Regions from separate parts of the Mus musculus genome. Here region 1 is linked to region 2. A link is a contact called in public Hi-C data. All regions are on one chromosome and are shown on one strand. Each heading gives the region's core, a stretch centred on a gene start, on an enhancer-like site or on the middle of the called end of the contact. The rest is flanking DNA. Distances are from core to core; before and after follow the strand shown. Region 1 has its middle 80 kb from the start of Gm28380. Region 2 has its middle 34 kb from the start of Gm28380.

The links. Hi-C and Micro-C count contacts between places; a contact is called where the count stands out from the background.
Region 1: a Hi-C map of pancreatic cancer cells shows a contact between it and region 2, with 2.3 times the contacts expected there. The contact joins two enhancer-like sites. A contact is called at or near these places in 6 of 484 Hi-C or Micro-C datasets (the G1E-ER4 cell line, embryonic stem cells, nephron progenitors and 2 more), 2 of 115 datasets of contacts at active chromatin or transcription factors (the NIH/3T3 cell line and pancreatic cancer cells) and 1 of 9 other capture datasets (embryonic stem cells).

The regions. Positions count from the first base shown.
Region 1 is chr1:91,688,461-91,694,525 of GRCm38.p6, forward strand. No RefSeq gene overlaps it. Among named protein-coding and RNA genes, the nearest start is that of Gm28380, 80 kb to the left of the region's middle. Within about 2 kb of position 4,456, at least 38 of the 459 cell types and tissues checked have an H3K27ac peak or open chromatin away from gene starts, as enhancers often do. A contact at or near this core is called in the NIH/3T3 cell line and pancreatic cancer cells, where this site is marked.
Region 2 is chr1:91,574,636-91,580,069 of GRCm38.p6, forward strand. No RefSeq gene overlaps it. Among named protein-coding and RNA genes, the nearest start is that of Gm28380, 34 kb to the right of the region's middle. Within about 2 kb of position 3,421, at least 25 of the 459 cell types and tissues checked have an H3K27ac peak or open chromatin away from gene starts, as enhancers often do. A contact at or near this core is called in the NIH/3T3 cell line and pancreatic cancer cells, where this site is marked.

The sequences.
Region 1 (6,065 bases), core at 3,206-5,705, 110 kb after region 2:
TAGTGTGCTCTTCAGATCTGTTCTTAGAGGAGGAATTGTTGGGTGATCAGAGGTTACATAAGTATGTGATTTTGCTAAGCATGTTGAACTTCCTGTTCTTATCTGCAGTGTAGGGAGAGGTGAACATTTCTCTGGAGCTTTTCCTGTTAACATCTGGAAAGCCCAACACATCCGGAAATTAAGCAGTTGGACCATAGTGCCCTGAGGATTGTCTGTAACATTTGACTCAGCACCCTAGAAGATCTGAAAGACAGCATGCAACTTGAACTAGCCCCTTGTCAGAGAAATTAACATGCTAATTAAAAGACAGGGGCTTGAAATGCATCTACAGAGACAACTCCAAGGAGGGGGAGGTGTCTCAGCTTCCAGCCTGCTCCTAACTTGGCAGTGACCTCCAGTTGAGCCCACAGATCCTCTCCCCTTACTCATGATTGACAGCTACCCTCAGTGACTGGAATTGTTGGGCCCAGCCTTTCTCTCTGCCAAGCCCAGGGTCCCCCTCCCTCTGGGGATCCATCTGAGCTTTCCATTGTCCTCGTGCCCTGGAATTCTCCTCTCTCAGTCACCTGTAGCCTATGGCTTCTGTCTGCTGTTTGCGTCACACAGCTTCTGCAAGTCCAGGGCACACTATAGGGCAGGAACTGGTTCCCTGCGCCTGTTGTTCCTTCTGCTGGAGCTGATCTGAGTCTTCACCCAGGTCCCTTAGCTACCCATCACCTCTCTTCAATGTCTCTCGGTTAAAACTCTCGTGCTTATGCTTTCCCTCTGTATGGCTTTCCAGGATCGATTTTATGGTAATCAGACTCATATTCATCGGAGAATATTTAGAAAGTAAATGAAAGTTATAAAATTACAGAGACAAAACAATGATCTGAGCACAAGCCCAGATGCAGCGTCATACATCTTGGCTTGTTTACTTCTTGAGCTTCGGATGCTTTTAAACACCACCAGGATCGCAGTCCACATGCACGCCTTCCTCAGCTTCTCTGCTTATTGTGCTCTCTGAGAACACACGGCTTTACTTATGAATGGTGTGGTTCTCTTGGATAATTCCTTCCTTTATTTTCTATATCCCATGATTTCCTTCCTTTTTGATTTTTTTTTTTAAACCAGGGAGGTTTTTTTTTTTTTTATCCATTTCTGTCTTACTTGAATGTATAGATTATTTATCTTTAATTATTTTATTTTCAATGAAATATCTGGGGATTGATTTTTTTTCCCCTATCTTCATTATATACCCTTATTAAAGTTAGACTCTATGGAGGTACACTAGGGGGCACCATTGAGTAGCTGAGTGCCCCACCCCACAAAACTTCTGATTTCAACGAACTTCTTTTTGTGAACATTTGCTATATAAATACAAATATTGTCTCAACATTATTTTTCACAGCTGGTAGCATCTCCTATGCTAATTTGCCTTAGTTTAATCCATCAAACCAATGTTTCTAGCTGGTCAGCTTTCATCTGTTCTAACATCTTGTCCTTGAAAACACTCCTGTAGTTAGTATATTTCTGACATAACATTTGGACATGTTTACATGTCGGGAAGAGGGGGATTAACTTGGTAGAGGAGATTTCATGGGGTTAGGGAATGGGGATCCTTTGGAAATTGGTGGTGGTGGTGGTGGTGGTGGTAGTGGGGTGTGTGTGTGTGTGTGTGTCTGTGTGTGTGTTGTGCATCTCAAGTCTCAGGACAATGCCCCTCCTGTCCAGGTTTTATGGCAGTTTTGCATTTGGTTTTGTAGTGTGTGCACATGCGTATGTGTGTGCCTGTGTATTCATGTGGTTGTAGCTGTCTGTGCCTATGTATTTATGTGGGTGCCTGTGCCTGTATGCTCATATTTGTGTAGAGAACAAAGGACAATCTTGGGCCCTCTGCTGCCCAGGATCTCTCTAGCTTATTGGAGAAAGGGTTTCTGGCTGGCCCAGAGTTCTCTGAATAGAATAGGCTGGCCAGTGAAGCCCCGGGGAATCTATCTCCACAGCTTCGGGATTATAAGTATGCGCCATCATACCTGGCTTTTGTATGTGGGTTCTGGGGATCAAACTTGGGTCCTCGTGCTCGTGAGGTCAGTGCTTTGGCACACTTACCTTCTTCTTCTCAGCTTTCTTCTTTGTGATGGGAAAACAGGGTGTGGCCTTCTTTAATGACTGGTAAGATTATATGTTCTTGTAGTTTATACAGCATGGACAATTATGGTCTTGATCTCGTTACTTACAGCTTTTTAAATGCTGTCAGTGTATTGACATTCTGCCTTGAACTTGATATTATATAAGCATTGTGCCCATCCTGGCTGCAAACACTATGAACATCTTGGATTTCCTGTCCTATCTTGTTGCTGTAAAGCAGGGTGATGGTTTGTATATGCTCGGCCCAAGGAGTGTCACTATTAGAAGGTGAGGCCTTGCTGGAGTAGGTGTGTCACTGTTGGCTTGGGCTCTAAGACCCTCCTCTTAGCTTCCTAGAAGTCAGTCTTCCACTAGTAGCCTTCAGATGAAGATATGGAACTCTCAGCTCCTCCTGCACCATGCCTACCTGGATGCTGCCATGCTCCCACCTTGATGATAACAGACTGAACCTCTGAACCTGTAAGCCAGCCCCAATTAAATGGTGTCCTTATAAGAGTTGCCTTGGTCATGGTGTCTGTTCACAGCAGTAAAACCCTAGCAAGACAAACATTTTTATGTGTTTTCTCTCTTTATACTTTTTGTCATTGAGACCATGCAAGAAATTATTTACCCCATCTTATGGCTGGGTACATACTTAACTAACATTTCTTTTAGAACTTTTATAATCTTATTTTTATTTAGTGCTTATCGTTTTAAATACAACTAAAATGATTTTAGCTCGAGATAGAGAGCAGGGTTTAGCTTTATGACTGTATACCTGTTAGCTACTCAATGCCACATAGTAGGGAACTGTAGCTGTAGGCTTCCTGTGGGCCTGAAGTGTCACGGTGACTGTATACTTAACTCATACTCACATAGACATGCAGGTCAAAACCCGGAAGACTAAAGCACACTCCTGAGCCAGGAGTCTAGCAAGTGGCTGCTAAGGTTTTACAGACAACGGTCTCTGAGAATCAAGTATGTGCATGCTGGATGACTGTCATAGGCTCATGGGGATCCCTTGAGGTCATACCCCAACTGAAACAGGTCTTCCTGAGCATAGTTGGAAGGTGCTTAGTCAATCCTGGCCTCAGTTTCAAACCATCACAATTCAGCTTCCCTATGTTTAGAGTTTGAGGTTCCAGGTGGAGAATCAGGGCTTTTTTCCCCCTTCAACCCACTGAGCTAAGCACAACGCCTCCTCTCAAGTGGGTTTTCCCAAATAGCACACTGACTTAGTCACTGTTCTATTTCTGTGAAGAGAAACCATGGCTAAGGCCACCCTTATGAGAGGAAGCATTTCATTCTAGCCTGGCTTACAGTTTCAGAGGGTTAGTCCATTACCATCATAGTGGGGGGCATGACAGCAGGCAGGCAGACATGGTGCTGGAGCAGTAGCTGAGAAGTAAGCCCTGATCTTGTAGGCATAGGGAGCCTAGGCCTGACACAGGCCTTTGAAGCCTCAAAGCCCAACAGCAGTGACATACTTTCTCTAACAAGGCCACACCCCCTAATCCTTCTAATCCTTTCAAATAGTTCCACTCCCTGGTGACTAAACATTCATATATATGAGTTTATAGGGGTCGTTCTTGTTCAAATCACCATGCAGTCCCTGAGACAAAGACCTGAACACAAATAGTTATTCCAGAAAGTGCTGCAGGAGATTGCCACTTGAGATGGGAAGAAAACTCATAGAAGGGTTGCCAATGACCTCTGTGGACATCTTGGTTTAGTCCCTCTGGAGTTAATGACCCACTGTAAAATGTACCTTAGAATCAGTGAGGCAGAGACAACTGTGCTATTTATCCACTACCTTCTGCTAGTCCCCAGGAGGGCCATGCCAAAGACCCTTGAGTCCCTGATTCCCCTAGTCCAAGTGTCCTCTGTAGATAAAGCCTTATGATAGAGTCACAGGCTCTTCTAGTAGAAGACAGTGGGGACTAGGAAGACAGACACCAGTTGTAACTGCCAAGTCACAAGTCTGAGTGCACGTTGTCCATTAGTTGCTTTCAAGCTGGGTTGCTCCAGGCTGATGTTACCATGGTCTTTCCCTTATCTATCAAATTCTGAGTTAGTCCAGCTCTGTGACTAGAGAAAGAAATCACAGCAAACAGTCTTTTCCATAGGAATCCTGGCATCACCCCAAAGCACTAGTTTTCTACCTTCTTATAGAAGAGCTAGGCACAACATGGGGCTGCACACACAGATACCTCCTTCTCTCTGTGTATCTGCTGCTGTCATTCCTAGATCAACTGGCTTAGGAGCTAGCTCAGAGCCCAGGGTAGGACTGTGGGCTAGTCTGAGACACCACAGCCAGAACCCACTTTGCAGAGGTCAGGCATGCGATTCACAGTGACTCATCCACGAGTCACGGAAATGTTTATTCTCCTTTTTCAGAGTTTTGAAAGCTCACAAATGCTCCCCTCCCCCTGGCAAACAATTGCCATTTTTGTTTGAAGACACCAGCAGAGCTCATCATTTTCATCTCCTACCATGTAGCAATGATGCACATGCCTTTGTGTTAGCTTAGGAAGAGCTAGAGTCCCAAGACAAAACTCTCATTCTTGTCCATTTCCTCTCTTGTTCTGTAGCAAACCCCAGATGACATGAGGGGAGGCCAGCCCAGAGAGCACCCCGTAGCGATGGTCTCTAGCCAATGCTGCTAAGCAGGGAATTCATCCTCGCTCACTGGCTTCTCTTCAAATATTTAGGTGGGGCATTTGCATCTCATATTTTAGTGACAGGGAGGGTGATAAATGAGATCATAAACCGAGTTCTGTTGTCATCACCTTGCAAGAGTTAAGTAGGATTAATTATAAAGAATCTGCCTGGGACTTCCCCTGTAGGTCAGGAGTTGAACGGATGGTCTTCAGTCTCCTGACGTACTCTTTGGACCAGAGGGTCTTGGCCTTTCCATTTGAGTTGTCTCTTCCTCCTAGGTCAGTGGGGGACTGAGGCTGTGAATTAGAACAATTTATTTCTACCTGGGAGTTAAAGGCCTGCAAGCAACCTCAAGGGAAGGTATTTTCACAGAGGTGTGTTCTCAGGGACCACCTTCTCTACAGCCCTGCGATTTGAGGCTGCCTACAGCTGGGCACTGCTGTGCTGGGGAGACCTCCACATGCGCCAGGTTGAGCAGGGCTGGAACCACAGGACAGGCATCATAGGGGAAGGGAGCTTGTGGGTGAGTGTCTTGGGCTCCTGGGTGGAGAAGGCACCAAGAGGGCTCCTCTCCACAGGGAACATGCAGTTCCTCCCAGGTGATGACAAAGGAAATGACTGCTAAGGCCTACGGCCATTCCCACCCCTGCCTGACACTTGCTAAGTGACATTGGTGGCAGCAGAGATGGAAGGAGAGACATGGGGGGGAGGCTACTGTGGGTCCAGAGATGTAGAGACAAACTGAAGGACCTGAAAAGCCACACCCACCTTAATCCATCTCCCAGTGGCTTTGGCATTGCAGCTCTTGTAGGAGGAGAGATGGAGTTTCAGGGGAGTCAGAGGCTTGGAGAAGCAGGTTTCTATGGAAAGGCTCAGCCTGGCTCAGCCAGGACTAGACTAGAGATCCAGAAGGGGCAACTGATCAGGGGCTGGAAGTTGTATTCAAGGGGAGTAGGGGGACCTAGTGATATAATCACCAATCTATAGCTCTTCTGGAATTTCATCAAGGAAGAAGTGGTTTTACGTGAAGGTTACTAGTAATGGTAACAGCAGTGTCCTCACTGAGAGACAATGGGGAGAGGAGGCAAAGGGGTGGAGGGAAGGGGAAGGAGAGAGAGGGAGGAATTGGGAGACACCATACCTTAGTTCTCTTTTCTGGCTTGTCAATGATATAGTCGACAGTCAAAGACAGCCTCTAGGGTCCTCCATCTCTTGATAATTGACAGCCTCTAGGGTCCTCCCATCTCCTGATAATTGACAGCCTCTAGGGTCCTCCCATCTCATGGTTTCCTACC
Region 2 (5,434 bases), core at 2,171-4,670:
ATTAAACCAAGAAGGTAGTGAGCTAACAAGGCAGTCAAGCGCCTCTGTGTCTTGCTCATCCTTTCTTGCTCTCGATGTTCCCTGGTGCCCTAACCTAATCTCTCCATAGCAGAGAGGCATGGGTAGAATTCTAGGTAGCCTTTTCAGACACTTGACTTTCATTCTCTCTTCCTAGGGCAAACTGGCCATCACCTTGAGGAGGGAAGCAACACAGCGTTGTGCTCAGTTTCATGAACTCCATTTGGCTCTAGTGTGCATAGATCTTGGCTGACTTAACAACTCCGAACTCCATTTTGCTCCCTCAGCACTGAGACAGCTTGTGTCTTCCCTGGAAATCGGCTGAACTTTCCCAACTGGCAGGGGAAGAACAGCGTCTTGAATTGATATTGACATAGCCCTTGCCCAGAGCATGTTTGAGAGAATGAATGGGGTGGGTGTCTGGCACCCACATGGCTGTTCTTCTCATTACCTTTGCCTTGTTAGTGCATTTTTGGAGGATGGAATACATCTTCTAGAACATTGGTATTTGGTCCCTACAATCACCACTCAGGCCTAGGGCTCCCTCAGTTCGAGCTTCCTGGAGTCTATGTGTGATCCACGAGACCCTCAACATATGACCACATGGCTCCTGGGTGTCATGCTCTCTTCCTACCCTATGTGAGCATAGTGACCCCCCGATCGAGAATCTGGAAGCTTCTTAGTGCCTACTGTAGGTGTGGACCTAGCTCCCAGGTCTGTGTTCTCACATCTGGTTCCTAGAACTTCTACCAAACGCACCTCACTCCTGACTCCCACCTCAGCCTCCTGGAGCAGGGATGATAATGTGTCCCCCCTTCCTGTTTCCAACAGCCCAGGGCTTCCTTGCTTCTCAGAGCTTTGTGTCTCTGTCTTGTAAATAGAAATGTTGGCATGGCTCTCTCTCTCTCTCTCTCCTCAGACTCCCTGTTGCTGTGGACTGAACCCTGTTCGTTGAAATCTTGGAAGTGCTGTCCGTCAGTGTGTCTGGATTTGGAGATGGGCCCCGAGGGAGTTGAGGAAGCTAAGTGAGATCATTAGGGTGGACCCTGATCCACCGGGCTGGTGACGTAAGAAAAGGAAGAGACACCAGCGGAGAAGCTGGGTGAGGGCAGAATGGGAGTCAACCGCTGAAGCCAGATGATTGCTCTCACAGGTGGCTGGCCGCATGGCATGATGGTCTTGCACTTCCAGCCCCCAGAGCTGTGAGAGAATAGATTCACATTGCACCATTTGCTGAGTGTGAGGGTATGTTGTTAGGGAAGCCTGGACTGCCACCTCTCACTGAGCACTGACCCCACCCTGAGAGAGTTCCTTCTGCTACCCACTTTACCCTATACTGGGGAGACCACACATGCTTCCCCGGTTTATTTTTTTATTAAGAACATGGCTTTGGTTCATGTATGCCAGGTCAGCTCTCTACCAGTAAGCTACACCACCAACCCTCTTTATTAGGCTCAGGGTCTCACTTAGTTATCATGCTGTAGGCAAATCCATGGTAGCACTTGGCTCAGCCCAGTGTAGCCTTGGGCTATATTAGAAAGCAAGCTGAGCAGGCTGTAGAAGGCAGGTCAGTAAAGGGTGTTCCTCTATGGCTTCTGCTTCAGTGTCTGCCCTGAGTTCCTGTCTTGGTTCCCCTAATGAAGGACTGTGATCCAGACATGGAAGCCAAATGGACCCTTTGCTCCCCAGGGAGTGTATGTGTGTGTATACACATGCATACATACATTTATGTGTATACATACACACATATGTACATATGTGCATGTATATGTATATTTACATAGACATGCACATATGTACATATGTATATGTATATATGTATTTATATTTCATATTTAGCATGTATACATCATAGCCCTCTAATCCATATACCCCATACCCTCTACACTCTACCCCCACAATCATGCACACTACAAACATTCATCAAGTCCCATATCCTCCCCAATCCATATCATATGTGCCATATACACAATGTTCTCCATACTCTTGACAGTTTCCCTTACATACACTTTGCATGCCCTGTATATACACACCATAAGCCACACCAATCTCTCTCTCTCTTTCTCTCTCTCTCTCTCTCTCTCTCACACACACACACATACACACACACACACTGTACATACACATGTGGGATTTATCACAATTACTATACCACACTATACCCACCAAGGTTACTCACTCCTACATCACACATAACATTTACTATAACAATATATACCATATGTACTAAATACAAAACATAGCCCACACACCACATACTATATGCTCTGAATATCCTACAGCTACATATAATGATCACTCCTCACTTATATACCATAAATAGCATAAACAACCCCACAACCCCCATTCCCCAACATATATCACATTTGCTTCTGAAATTACCATATTCTCATACCATATATCACATATATCATATACCACACACCAGTGAATATAAACATCATGTAGCATATATATTCACCCATATTACATATACCATATAACATACTGACTTACTCATACCACACACACCAATTTCACATGCCATATATACCACACACATACCATTCCACACATACTGTATGTGTACTACATACCCTATATGACACACACATTCATTCTATATCACATTACATATATCACACATCTTGTATAACCCACATACACACACCCTACACCACACTCTCATTTGTCCAACTCCTTACACAAGCATACCCAAACCTATGTGTATATTCCCGAACGTTGTTTTCATTGCTAGAATCTTGGGTATGGGGACTGGGGATGGAGCCTGGTCTCCTACACCTCCCTTTCCATGCAGGAGTGCCCATTGCTGAAGGACTCGGTAGGTTCTTATGGTGTGTTGACAGTGTCTTCCAGTGGCTGTGCTGGTGCTAACCTGGGTTACCCATGAGCATGGTAGATGATGCTATCTTAGGGCTGAGTGGGACTTAAATCAGCCTGCTGCCCTGAGGAGAGCAAGGAGATGGTGGGGGTTGGTCTGGAGCTGAGACACAGACACATTTTTTTTCTTTTTTTTTTTTTTTTTTTGTATCTCCAGTGAGTCGGGTAGCAGCTGCATGAAGCTGGTTTGATTGTACAGATGCTGTTGGAGCTGGTAGGGGAGGCAGTGTGTCCTGTCCTTCTGGACAGACAATGGAAGTGTCTTGCTGGGGTTTGTTGTTTGCTCTGCAGAGTAGGGATGCTCAGTCACACACCGGATGGACTCTGACTCTCTTGGATTCTAATGTTCTGGGGCCTGTGGACCTCAAGGGACGCCTAATCCTCATAATAGAGGTGACCTTTGGATACTAGGATTTTTCCAGAACAACATAGAAAGTTGGACTTGAGGGAGGGTGGACAGATGGTGGCCTGTATAAAGGCCTGTGGTTTGTGGCTCACGTTTAGTGATATCATCCTGGATAAGGTCTGAGTCAGCTTTTAGCTGGCACAGGTTCCTAAACACTGCTCAGTGGGCCAGGGCCTCCTTCCCATGATGCCCCACATCCCACAAAAGACTTTCCAAAAGTTGCCTCTCATTAGCCTCACCTTTGGCCTACATGGCTGAGGCTGGGGGTGGGGTTCACATTCTTACAAAGTGTTTAGAATTGTTCAAAAGTGGGAGAGGCCGCCCTTTGATCACAGTCTGAGTGGATATTGCGCTCTGGCCATCATCATTCTGACAAACTTCCTCCCCTCCCAAGCCTCCCTCCCCGCCCCACTCAGAAAGGCCCGGAGCTGGGCTGGAGTGACCTGGACTGTGGGTCCTCCTGCACCCTGCAAGGTCGGCTCACCATGGCAGTCAGCAGCTATTTTCATGGCCTCCCTTCCTGTAGGGCCTGTTCCCCAGAGGGAGTCTGTGGGCCTCCTCTCAATAAAAACTCACCAAGGACTTAGACATAAGGAATCCTTCTACTGCAGGGCTGATTTCCCCCTTATCCCCCCCGCCAAGGCCTGATCCAGCCCTGAGAATTCTAAAAGCTGGGGCCCTGGATTGTTCTGATTCCACAGAGCCAGTGTCGCTGTGGGGCCAGCAGGGGCTGTGGATAGAGGACAGAAGAGATGAGAACTGCTTTGAGGACAACTGTTGGTTGCAAGGAGGCCCTTCCCCCGCTTCACATCCTGGTTCATACTGTTGGGAGAGAGTAGAATTCTCTAAATGTCTTCAACCCATACACTTGGGGAGACTTTGGGACAGAAAGGAAGTGGTTCAGAGTGGTCCAGCTCTTGTGTTCTGCTCCTACATGGATGCTCGCTAGTACCTTGAATACTTCTACTACCTTGAAGAGGGGAGGCCCAGCCTCAGGACACTTGCCTGCCTGGCACCCTAGCCTCCATAGCTTGACCCTCCTACTACCATTCCTACCCAGGCTTCTTGGATGCTGTGGGCCCCTCCCTGATCATTCCTGCTCTGAAGCCATGTCTGATCTCAGGGATGTTGAGCCCTCTTCTGCTTCATCTTCTGTTTCCAGTCACCTACCCTGACCATACATAAATGGTCTGATGGGTCTGTGTATGCCATTTACTAGAGGCCCTAAGGAGTCCCATGGTTTTGTGGGGACTTCATACCAGAGGTCTGTGGGGTAGAGCCATTTTTCATGGCAGATCTGCTGCCCCGAGGGCCACTCCAAGCCTATCCCGGATGGATCTTTATTCTGTGTCAGGGATGAGCTTGCCTGGCTTGCGGACCTCTGAGTGGAGCTAGAGCCCTCCTTTGTGCCTGCCCACCCTATTTGCTGGGTGAACCACAGGCTCTGGCCTACCACTGAGGTCCACCCAGGAAAAGAGAAGCTCTTTGGATATATTCTAGGCATCATGTACACCTCTTGGAAGTTGGTCTTTGTGTATCATTCTATGTAAGTAAAACCACCACCACCACCACAACAACAACAACAATAAAGCAAATTCAAGGAATTACAAGAGGCTAAACACAAGGATAGAAACAAAAATAGCTCCCTCCAGGCCTATCTGCTAATGGGGCCCCCTGCAGACCAAGATCTGAGCAGTGACAGTCTATATCTGTAGAGTGGACAGAATGAGATTACAGCCCATCGGGTGAGACCAATCATTGGCTAAGAGGTGGGTGGCACTGAGTACTCTGTAGGTGACAAAGGGAGAAGCCAGAGGAAATGCTTCCCCACAAAGAGGGCTCAGCTTTTCCTGGCTTTACAATCTAACTGTGGGGAAAGGGTTTCCAGGAACATCTTTACATTTCAAGGTTTACTGATTTCTGTGTTCTGTCCTGGGTCTCTGTGTTCCCTCTTTCTTGGTCCCCATGTTCAGTTCTTCAGTACCTGTACCTTTGGTGTTGGGTTCCTGAATCCTCGTAAGTGGGCTCCTGTGTTCTCGTGATGGCTCCCTCTGTTCTGTAAATCATGGGATCCTGTAATGTCAGCTAATCCCCAATCCAAACTTCTGGGATTGTAATGGCCCAGGGTCA